Regions from separate parts of the Mus musculus genome. Here region 1 is linked to region 2. A link is a contact called in public Micro-C data. All regions are on one chromosome and are shown on one strand. Each heading gives the region's core, a stretch centred on a gene start, on an enhancer-like site or on the middle of the called end of the contact. The rest is flanking DNA. Distances are from core to core; before and after follow the strand shown. Region 1 holds the start of Emx1 (empty spiracles homeobox 1). Region 2 holds the start of Tlx2 (T cell leukemia, homeobox 2).

What was found. A called contact is a pair of places that touch in the nucleus more often than the background predicts.
Region 1: a contact with region 2 is called in a Micro-C map of embryonic stem cells, with 8 times the contacts expected there. The contact joins the promoter of Emx1 here to the promoter of Tlx2 in region 2. A contact is called at or near these places in 1 of 39 promoter capture datasets (cranial neural crest), 2 of 484 Hi-C or Micro-C datasets (both in embryonic stem cells) and 1 of 115 datasets of contacts at active chromatin or transcription factors (embryonic stem cells).

The regions. Positions count from the first base shown.
Region 1 is chr6:85,185,821-85,190,749 of GRCm38.p6, reverse strand. It overlaps Emx1 (empty spiracles homeobox 1), which reads right to left and starts at 2,819. Exons shown (of 3, transcript NM_010131.2): 1 at 2,387-2,819. The coding sequence starts at 2,807.
Region 2 is chr6:83,067,497-83,072,804 of GRCm38.p6, reverse strand. Tlx2 (T cell leukemia, homeobox 2) reads left to right here and starts at 2,580. Exons shown (of 3, transcript NM_009392.2): 1 at 2,580-3,125; 2 at 3,514-3,751; 3 at 3,831-4,480. The coding sequence starts at 2,726. The coding sequence ends at 4,047.

The DNA of each region.
Region 1 (4,929 bases), core at 1,570-4,069, 2.1 Mb before region 2:
AGGGCTGAGTCTCCTTTAGTCCCCTTCAGTCGTAGCTTTCCAATTCAAAAAGTTCTTGATCCCTGGGAAATATCACCAAAACGACGCCAACCTCGCTTAATCTTCGCGGGTTCTTCCCGTTTGGCCCCCAGTTCGGAGGTCCCGACCGTGCACCCCAGCTTTTCCTCTTTGCTTAGGGGAGAAGCGGCTTCCAGGCGCTACCCGCTCGTGTTGCCCGGGAGCGCTGCGCACAGAACGCGTAAGCCGGTTCCGTTTCGTTCTTGTAGGGTTTCGTTTCTTGCACCAAAACGGGACTGAAGTGAGCATCGCGGAGACCCGGTTCTCCAGAAAACACGGCGCCGGAGGGCCTGGGACTGCTGGGTTCTTAGCCCGGAGACCCAGTGGAATCTGGAAGAGGCAGCGTCGCCGGTCTGCAGGCTGCAGGGCCATGGCACTTCGGAGTTGGAAAGGGTTGATCAGCACCCATTGGACTTCCGAGTTCGCAAGCGCGGTCACACTCAGATCCTTCCCCGCGTCGAGACGCGGTTCTGGAGAGAAAAAGCCCACCGTTTGTGTAACTCCACAACGTATCCGCTGGGACCGATGGCTCAGAGAGCAGCGGAAATTTCCTGGAGGGTTTTGCGGAGGATATACTGGCCTCGCTTGGCTGAGGATGCTCGGAGCCCGAGAGCTGATCTCTCTCAAAAGGCACATCCAGCCTCGGGCGAGCGGGATCAGCGCGCGGGGCCAGAGGTGTGAAAGGTGGAGAGAAAAACGTGAGATTCCGAGATTCTGGACTAAGGGCCGAAAAAGCCCCATCCAGGAAGCATCTTGAGTGTGCTGAGGCACTGGACTAGGCTAGGAGCCCTTAGCACCCTGTCTTCCAGGGTCCCGGATCCTTCACCAAGGGTTCCAGGTCCCTTGAGCCGTGGGCTCACATCCTGGAATAATCAAAATTCCGCCAGTGGGCGCGAAGCTGAAGATAGAGCCCCCCTCCCCCGGAGGGGGGACGCGGGTAGTTGGCTAAATTAGAATAAAACCTCATTTTAGTAGTAAGCATTGGTGTTAAGTGACGGGAAATGTTACCTAAAGCAGCTAATACCTTAGGCTTTTCCGCTCCCGCCTGCGCACACTTTTTGAGGAGAAAAATATACCCACAAACATAGGCGCCGAAGTAACCACACTATTGGATCCACGGGAATTTCTGTATGTAGTGGCCAGGGAAGAGCGGGGGTCATTGATAAATCGGGCCCTCTCTAAATAGCCTTCTCCAAGTCAGTCAAGCGACTATAGCTAAAGATTCAAGACATTTTTCCTTTTATCATATAAATAATTGTATCACATATCAGATTCTCTTTGGCCGCGTAGCTCTGGCTCAATGTCAGTGTAGCTCCTGGAGCTGCTGTTTTATGAAACGCTAAATTTACCTGTAAATAAAGTCTATATCAAAGTGGGAACTAAGCAATTGCTATAGGAATCAAGGCCAAAATTTTCTTTTAATGAAAGAAAAGAAAACTGCACATCCAAGGAAGAAAATTATCTGCACTGGACACAACTCTCTCTCTCTCTCTCTCTCTCTCTCTCTCTCTCTCTCTCTCTCTCTCTCTTTAGGAAAGTCAGATAACTGGTGTGTGTGTGTGTGTGTGTGTGTGTGTGTGTGTGTGTGTGTGTGTGTTTGTGCGTGTTTAAAGCTTTTGGAGGGGTCTTAATTAGCAAACCAGATGCGGCTGCAGACGGGGTGGGGTAAGACTAGATATGACCTTAAAAGCCCTCCTCTGCCACTACCCCTCTCAAGAGGACTGTCCTGAGCTCTAGCAACCGGGTGGGCTCCTGGAGGAGGTCAGTGGTGAAGAAAGCCGGTTTGTTTTCGCAAGCCTTTTCCACTTTGGGTCGGAGAGGGCACATGTAACTGGGAAAAGTCTGGCCAAGGTTGCTGAGAAACGTCCCAAGAAATCCGAGTGAACGCACCACGCTGCCCTGCTTCTCACAGAGCCAGCGAATGCAGGTGGACTTTCCCCTGCCCCGACGCGCCAAGAGTAGTGGTGACCAAAAGAGCGAAGTATGGTCACAGCTCAGAGCTCTGGCGCGGGAAGGGCAGAGGGCCAGCATTTCAGGGTTGGGACTGGTTTAGTCGGAAAGGAGATTAAGGTTGGCCACTGGAGGGTCTGAAAAAGCTCCTAGGATGCTCTCGGCCTTCTATTCCAATTGGCTTTATTCCTTGAAAAGCGTGGCGGTCCCAACCTCACTTCTTGGGTGGGAGACCAACGCAGCAGACCACAGGCTAATCGCCTGCGCACAGTCCAGGCTGATCCCTAAGCCTTGTCCCCCCACAACTTCTGAACATCCCCGCCGCCGCGCCTAGCCTCCCCCCGCATCCCCGGGTCACGAACACGGCATGGACACTCACCCTGGAAGCGGTGGCCAAAGAAGCGATTCCGAAGCACCCAGGGGTAGAAGTGGAGAGGGTCCCGATGCTGGGCGCTGAAGAAAGAGTGAGGGGGTTGCAGCGAGGAGGAGCCCAGCTGGTGTGCCGGGTGCACCGTCAGAGCCGGGTGGTTCATGGCCTCTGGGAACACCAGCTCCGGCCCTCCATAGAGCGAGCGGCCGGCGCCCGCAGCGGCAGCGGCAGGGAAGCCACTCACGAAGGCCGTCTCGGCCGCACTGGGGTGAGGATAGTTGAGCGCCGTGGGCCTGAGCGGTTCCTCTGATGCGGCCACAGCCAGTGGATGGGAGCCCGCGCCCCCGCTGCCAGGACTCCCGCCGGTGCCACCATCCTTGGCCACCAAGGACTCTATGGTGAAACCCCGCTTAGCCGCGGGCTGGAACATCGTCGCGGCCGCCGAAGCGGAGTGAGGTAGCGGGGCTCTGGGGAACGCTCGGTGCCCCGGCGCTGCCGCCGTGCGGGGTGTGCACCAAGCCTGGCACATGCACTCACGCCCGCACCCTTCACCTCCCCCGCCCGCCCACCCGCCCGCGCTCGGCCCTTGCGGACCAGCCAGGAGCGGGGCGGCGAGGGGCGTGCGAGAGCCCTAACACCGAGTTGGGCCACTGCGCACCGCCTGGAGCGTGGTCCCCGCGGCCCAGCAGGCAGCTCCTCTCAAACGCCCGGGCGCGGGCTGCCTGTGCTACTGAGAGCCGCTTCAGCGGTCCTCCTGGATCTCTCCCTTACTAATCAAGCTGTGACCGACCACCGCCCGTGATCTTTCTAGCTCTGCCGGGCCAGGCCTGGGCTGCAGCTCTGCGAGGAGAGAGTTAGCGGGCACCTGCCCCGCGCTCCCCCATTGGCCACCGCTCACCTGCCCCAAGGTGGGGGGCGGGGCGGGGCGGGGCGATGGATGGCGGGTGGGGGAATACGGTCCCCAGTCGGAGGCAAAAGCCGGACTGGAGCATTGGTGCTTGATCTAGTGTCCTCCTCCTACCCTCCACTCTGCATCTTGATTTTCTGACTTGGTCCTTTAGCCTCCGCCACACTCTGCTCTGAGGGGGACATCTACAAAGCCTGGGCTTGAGGAAATATACCAAACCCTCTTCAAGCACGTACCTCAGTTGAACCCCCTCCCTTCGCCCTGGGATGTCGTTTCAGTTCTTAGAGAACTTGGATACAAGCTTAGGATGGGTGTTTGGGGTCCAGCCTAGATTCTCCAGAGAACCTGGTCTACGTTCGCCTAACCTAAGAGAGCTCTCCCCTCACCCACCATCAGCCTCCGGAGCTGTTTTCTGAAGCTGCGGTTATGTTTCTGAAATTTCACATTTTTATGGATTTGGGGAACAGTGCTTCAAACAGGATATGCATTCTTTTCTCAGGGGCCAGGTTCGCACTGTCCGGGGAGGAGCGACATAACCCATCACTCCGCAGCTCTCCCGCGGCAGTTCGCAAGGGTTCCAATGCAGCGGTTTTGCCAGCCTTCCCCCTCCCTCCCTCGCGCTGCGACCATCTCCCACTGGACCACGGGGCTTAAGCTCAGAGTGATTTCCTTTCCTTGGGCGTCAGTATTGGACGACAAGGCCAAAATGGGGTCTTTGGGTCACTGCATTCTAAATTGGAGCTGGCCTTGCTGTTCGCGTGGTTCTCCAGAGGACAGGCCAGTGGTCCTTGGGGGGAGGGGAGTGGCATCCTAGCTTCTTGGACGTGTGACCTGCGACCTGCGACCGCGGGCCAGTGTCCCAATCTGCTCAAGTTAGTTTCCAATGCAGGCACTAAGTCCGGAGGGCAAGAAGGCGGTTGACCATTAGAACCTGTACTCTGTAATCTATCTACCCCAACCTTCCAGGGTACTGTGGCCTAAGGGGTCTCTTGGTTAGGAGGTCCAGACCCAGTCAGTCCTTGGTCGCATATGGCGGGAGAGGAGGAGGGCGAAGATAATTTTCCTTTTTTGACGCTGCCCTGGTGAGTCCAACTGGCCACAGCAAAACCCAAACGCTTACCTCCTAGCTGGGCCTCCAGAACCCCGAAGGGCAGTGGGGTCTACACCCCCTACAACTATGGGGACTCCAGGCCAGGTCTTGCAGCGGCCCGCCGAAATGCCCGGAGCCTTGGTCTGGAGAAGCGCTCGGGGCGCCCTCGCTGCTACAAAGCGGGTTAAAGTCTATTTTCCACTCCACTGCTCCGAAAAGCCCCCGCAAGCCTGTACCATTCCGACCCCCGTGGGCGAGATGGGGAGGAGGCGGCGAGAGGGGGCTGAAAGAGGACCGCACCTTGCAGCCCTTCCCGTCCTGGGTGACCCAGGACCAGATACTTGGGTTTCCCACTCTTTACCAGATTCGCGCTACTCACCCTGTCTCACCCTGCCTTCTCCGGATCTCTGCAACTTCTTATGATGCTTTGCCAACTCCCCCAACCCGATACCTGACTCAGATCGTCCCTTTTCAACTCCTGCTTCCTCTGTCCACATAAGGATCAATCTTTCCCTCTTTTCCTTTGCCACATACTGGATGGCAGGGCGGGGTGGG
Region 2 (5,308 bases), core at 1,331-3,830:
CTTCTTTCCCCGGAGGCTGCGGCCTCAAAGGCTCAAGGACTCCAGGACTCTGGGGTGACTGTACATGGCAGTGCAGGTCTGGAAGCCCAGGGTCCAGGAGGACAGAAGAGGTAGGTGGATGGAGAATTTAAAACCAGCTTAGATTATATAGCAAGACACAACCCCAAACATTAAAAAGGAGGTAGGGGAGAAAGAAGGGAAAAGAAAACACTTCGAGGTGTGAGTCACAACACATATGATAGGCAGGAGGACGCACTTACCCAGAAGCCCCATCTTCAACCTGAACTAGCAGGAACCATTCAAGTAGAGATGGGTGCAGGAAGAGAGACTCCTGGTTGGGCCTGTGGCTGACAAAATATCTTATCCTCCGTCCTTACAGCCAGGTACTAGACAGTTTTCTCATTAACTCCCAGATTTGTAAGCACAGCCGCCCTTTGTGGCCATTCTTCTCAAAGGGTCATCAATGGGGGGAGTGGTGGGGGTGAGGCGGTGCCACCTGCGCAGACTTCAAAGGTGACATTCATCCAGATCTTCACCTACTGCCTGTTTCTCATTCACTGATTCATCCTTTGAACAGTTCAAAAGGATTTATTGAGATTGGTGAGAGACACGGTCTCTTTCCCCAGGGACGCTCACCCTCCTAGCCCACCTGCAAGCCTAGGCTCCCATCCAGTGCTCCACTTTGGCTTGATTTAGGCTTCAAGTTCCGTGTAGCCTCCCCCCCTGCAGCTCAGAACAGGGAGGGCTCTGCCAAGGGAGGGGAAATGAAAGTGTTCTCTAGGGGGTATAGAAAGCACCATTGCCAAATTGTCCCCTCTACCTCCCACCCTGTGACCAGAAAGGTGGAAGGAATATCTGAGAAGGATACTGTGGCCAAAATGGGAACTGGCTCCTGCACAGTATTAATGTCCTCTTGAGCCCCTAACCACTATCTGCACCTCCACTCCCACCCCGCAGGCTTCTGAGAACACTGGGGGAGGGGGTACTTTTATCTACTTTTATGTTCCTGTCCAGATGCCCAAATATCCTGGTTCCCAGGAGAGAAAAGACCCCTTCACCCTGCCCCAGGCGCCAGGCTGCCAGCCCATCTGCTGGGAGAAAGGAGGGGCGCCTTTCCCTGGGGGATCCTAGAGAAACAACTAGAACAGTAGTCCCAACGAGTTTATGCTTGCTAGGCACTTCGCTTCACACGGGAAAGCCATAGGGTAGAGCTGAACCCTGAAGTGGGTAGGAGTGAGGGTCCAGGCCTGTCATAGTGGGGCGGGGTCTTCTGGCCAGGACGTGTCCAAGCCAGGCTGAGCAGCGCCTCCGTGCCCACCCTCTGCCCCCCTCCCTGGGCCCAGTCTCACCGGCTCGGAGGCGCCAGGGCCCCCCCCAGGGCCGGGGCGGGCTGGGGAAGGTAATGTAATTCCGGCCTAGCTAACCCGATTATGGCGGCCTGCACCGGGCAGGGTGGCGGCAGGGGCGTGTCTTCGGCTTTGGGGCCCGCCCGGCAGGGGTCCCATCCCGGGGAGGGACCTGGAGGTCACTTTCTCCCCGCTCCTGGGTCCGCGCCCAGAGGTCATAAGGTCACCAAGACGCTTCAGCCTTCTCCCACTTTCCTTGGCTGGCATGCTCCAGGCTCATTTTCTGATGCTTGGGTGGGGTAAAGTGTCTGTAAGGGTGCGGCGCTCGGAGCCTCCCAAGGCCTCAGCGACTCCCCAGTGTAGCCCTTTCGCCTTAGAGAAGGGAGGATAGTGTGTGAGGATAGCTTTCCAAGATGCGAATTAGAGAAGTGGAATCCCGCGGTGGAGGCCCGGGTTGGTCCGTTTGAGACACGGGTCCGATTTACAGCAATTTCAGAAAATCGAAATTCTAAGAAACAGGGTACTAATTCTTGGTCGGCCAAGACCAGTAAGGTGGGGAGTGGCACAGAAAAAGCCAGGAGGTGTACCACGACTCCAAGCTCAGATGTTCGTTTCCTGCCCGAGCCCACCGTACGCGCCCTGCTACCGTCTGCTTCCTACACCTGGCCTGTTCCTGGGACTCCAGATCGCGAATCGCCGTTCCCCAACCGCTTCTTGCAGAGCCAGGTAGCCACAACGAGATTTGGTCTCAGAGGGCATTTGGGTGGGGGCCACAACGAATCGAGGAGCTGGCCAGCGGCACCCATCGGGAGGCGAAGAGTGGGGTCTGGGGAGAGAAGTCCCTGCCGAGGAACCCGGGAGCCAGTCCGAAGGCGGAGGCCGGCGAAGATGCGGGCGCTCGAGCATCCCGGCTGAGTCAGCGGCCCCTCCCGCGCACCGCGCCTTCCTGATACCCGCGCCCTCCTCTGCCTGCACCAGGCACATCCAGCCATCCCTTCCCCTTTAACAGCGGGGCCCCGCCCCTGCCCTCCCTCAGCCCCCTCTGCCCACCCGAGTCACTGCCCCTGCCTGAGCTGGCCACCCCTCTCCACACCGGACTCGGGCAGCGGCCTGGGCAACTTAGCGTCCACCTGCGCTACTGCGACCCCCGCCCGCCGCGCTCCTTCGGGATGCGAGTCCCAGAGCGGACTCCCGGGAGGGGCGGGCACACGCGCGGCTGCGCCCTGTGCACAGGGATGTTGCTGTCCCGGGGGCCCCGGCGCATGGCCGTGGCCAGCCCCGCGGGCCCCTGAAGCCTCTGCCCTGAGCGCGCCGCCGCCGGGCTCCCGCAGCCGTCAGAAACACCTTTTCCAGTCATCCAACCTCTCAGGCTTGGACCCATGGAGCCCGCGGTGTTGGCTGCGCACCACCTTCCGCACCACGAACCCATCAGCTTCGGCATCGATCAGATCCTGAGCGGTCCCGAACCCCCGGGGGGCGGTCTGGGTCCCGGTCAGTCGGGCCAGAGCCACGGAGAAAGTGCGGCGTTTTCCAGTGGATTCCACGGAGCCTCGGGCTATGCTCCAGCCGGCTCGCTGGCCTCCTTGCCTAGAGGCTCGGGAGTGGGCCCCGGCGGCGTGATCCGCGTCCCCGCGCACCGCCCGCTGCCCGTGCCGCCACCCTCGGGTGCGGCCCCCGCCGTGCCCGGACCCTCTGGTTTGGGTGGCGCCGGGGGCCTAGCGGGACTCACCTTCCCCTGGATGGACAGCGGCCGCCGCTTTGCAAAGGACAGGCTCACGGGTGAGATTGCCCTACCCCTCGGTGTCCTTCCCCCGCGACCCCATTTCTTTGCTTCTCCATTTTCTGCTCCAACCCCATTGCCCGGTTATCTCTCCCCTCTGTTCATCCGCGTGGACCCTCCCCGACCCCACAGTTCTCGGTCCCACAGCAGAGAGGCAGTAAGGAGAGAGCTGCTGTCGTCGGGTGCATGCACCCCTGCCTCTGCAGTCCCACCGTGCCTACGGCGAGGAGGGGCAGGGTGAAGTTTGGGAGGACCCCGATTCTTCCTAAGCCCTTTCTTGATGAGGCTTCTGTGGTTGGGGGAGGAACCCCGATAAGGACTAGGGACTCTCTTCTCAGTCTCACCTCGGACTACCCCCAAACATTGCCCTGCTCTTCCGTCCCGTAGCTGCGCTCTCGCCCTTCTCTGGGACACGTCGCATAGGCCATCCCTACCAAAACCGGACCCCCCCGAAGCGCAAGAAGCCGCGCACCTCCTTTTCCCGCTCGCAGGTGCTGGAGCTGGAGCGCCGCTTCTTGCGCCAGAAGTACCTGGCCTCCGCAGAGAGGGCGGCGCTGGCCAAGGCCCTGCGCATGACGGACGCGCAGGTCAAGACCTGGTTCCAGAACCGACGCACCAAGTGGCGGTGAGGCGCGGGGCGCGGGCGGGCCGAGTGGCGGGGTAGGACCGGGACGCCCGCTGACCCCGGCTCTCCGCTCGCCCAGGCGCCAGACCGCGGAGGAGCGCGAGGCCGAGCGGCACCGCGCTGGTCGCCTGCTGCTGCACCTGCAGCAAGACGCGCTGCCCCGGCCGCTGCGGCCACCGCTGCCACCGGACCCGCTTTGCCTGCACAACTCGTCGCTCTTCGCGCTGCAGAATCTGCAGCCCTGGGCGGAAGACAACAAGGTGGCTTCGGTGTCCGGGCTCGCCTCGGTGGTGTGACCGACACCTGCCCGACGAGCGCCAACGTGGCCGGGTGCCGTACCGCCAGCGAAGAGTGAGGAGCAGAAGGCCCGCGGCCCGCGGCCGTCCTCTGAGGCTCTTTGGTCATCAGTGGCCCCTGGCCCACACTCTGACTCCGCCCTTCAAGGTTTTGTTTTGTTTTGTTTAAAAAAAAAAACCCCGCTGAGATGTGGGTTGCAAGAGCAACCTGCAGGATTGTGGATGAAGCAGGGACCCTGCAAGGCTGCGACTTTGCCCTGAGTGGGCTCAGAGCTCAGGTCCTGCTGGGAAGGGACCACAGAGCTGGTGTAAAGGCAGATATCAAAGGACAGCGGGGGAGGGGTAATGGAAGAGGCGCTGGCAGTAGAGAATGTGGCCTACTGTGACAGGGACCTCGTCCCTCATCTGTAAAACAATAACTAAGGATTCCTTCTAGCCTCAGTCTCCAGTTGTCTCCTGCCCAATCTGCGGACTCTCCATCTTGAGTTTTAACGCACTTATGCTATAGGTAAGATAGATTCTTATATACCCAGAAGATACACTCTAGAAAGAGAACCTGACTCCCGTGCCATGCAGGGTCAGAGAGCCAAGATGGGGAGCCGGTGGAGAATTCATGGGCCCAGTGTTAGAGTGAGCAAGAGACATGCTTTGGGACTAGCAAACCTAAGAAGAACCAAAGATGACCTTAAGACTGGAGATGTGTAGGCCAGGAAGGGGAAACTGGGGGCAAGATTAACAGTAGGCAAAACTAATGTTAGATTTAGAGAGAGAGAAAAAAATGCTAATGCCTGCCTTTGGGGGAATCTCCATGACATCACAGGGGGTGGAGACAGATGAAATTTTGGGTCTAAGATCTCCTGGTAAAGGCGGGAAGGCACAGGGAACTCTGGGGAGTTACATGGATTGAGCCTTTCTTTCCACAGTATTCTACAAACACATTTATGATGTGCAGGATGGTGGTGGATTCAGAAATTCGAGTAGACTAAGGGCAGAAGGGAAAGAGTTAGGGAGAAGTGAAGGATGGCGGCTTTAAGTTGGAATGTTCTTAGGAGATGGCACTTGCAGTAATCCTGACAATCTGAGTTTGAGCCCTAGGGGCAAGTTTGTGGAAGAAAACTGATTTCTACAAACTATCCTCTGACCACTGCACATGTGTTGTGGGTGTACACACACACACACAAACTATAATGAAAAATTAGAGAGACTGCAGACTGTAGGTGAGTCAGAGGGCGCAGGCTTTTGGTTAAGTGGAGGATGGTTA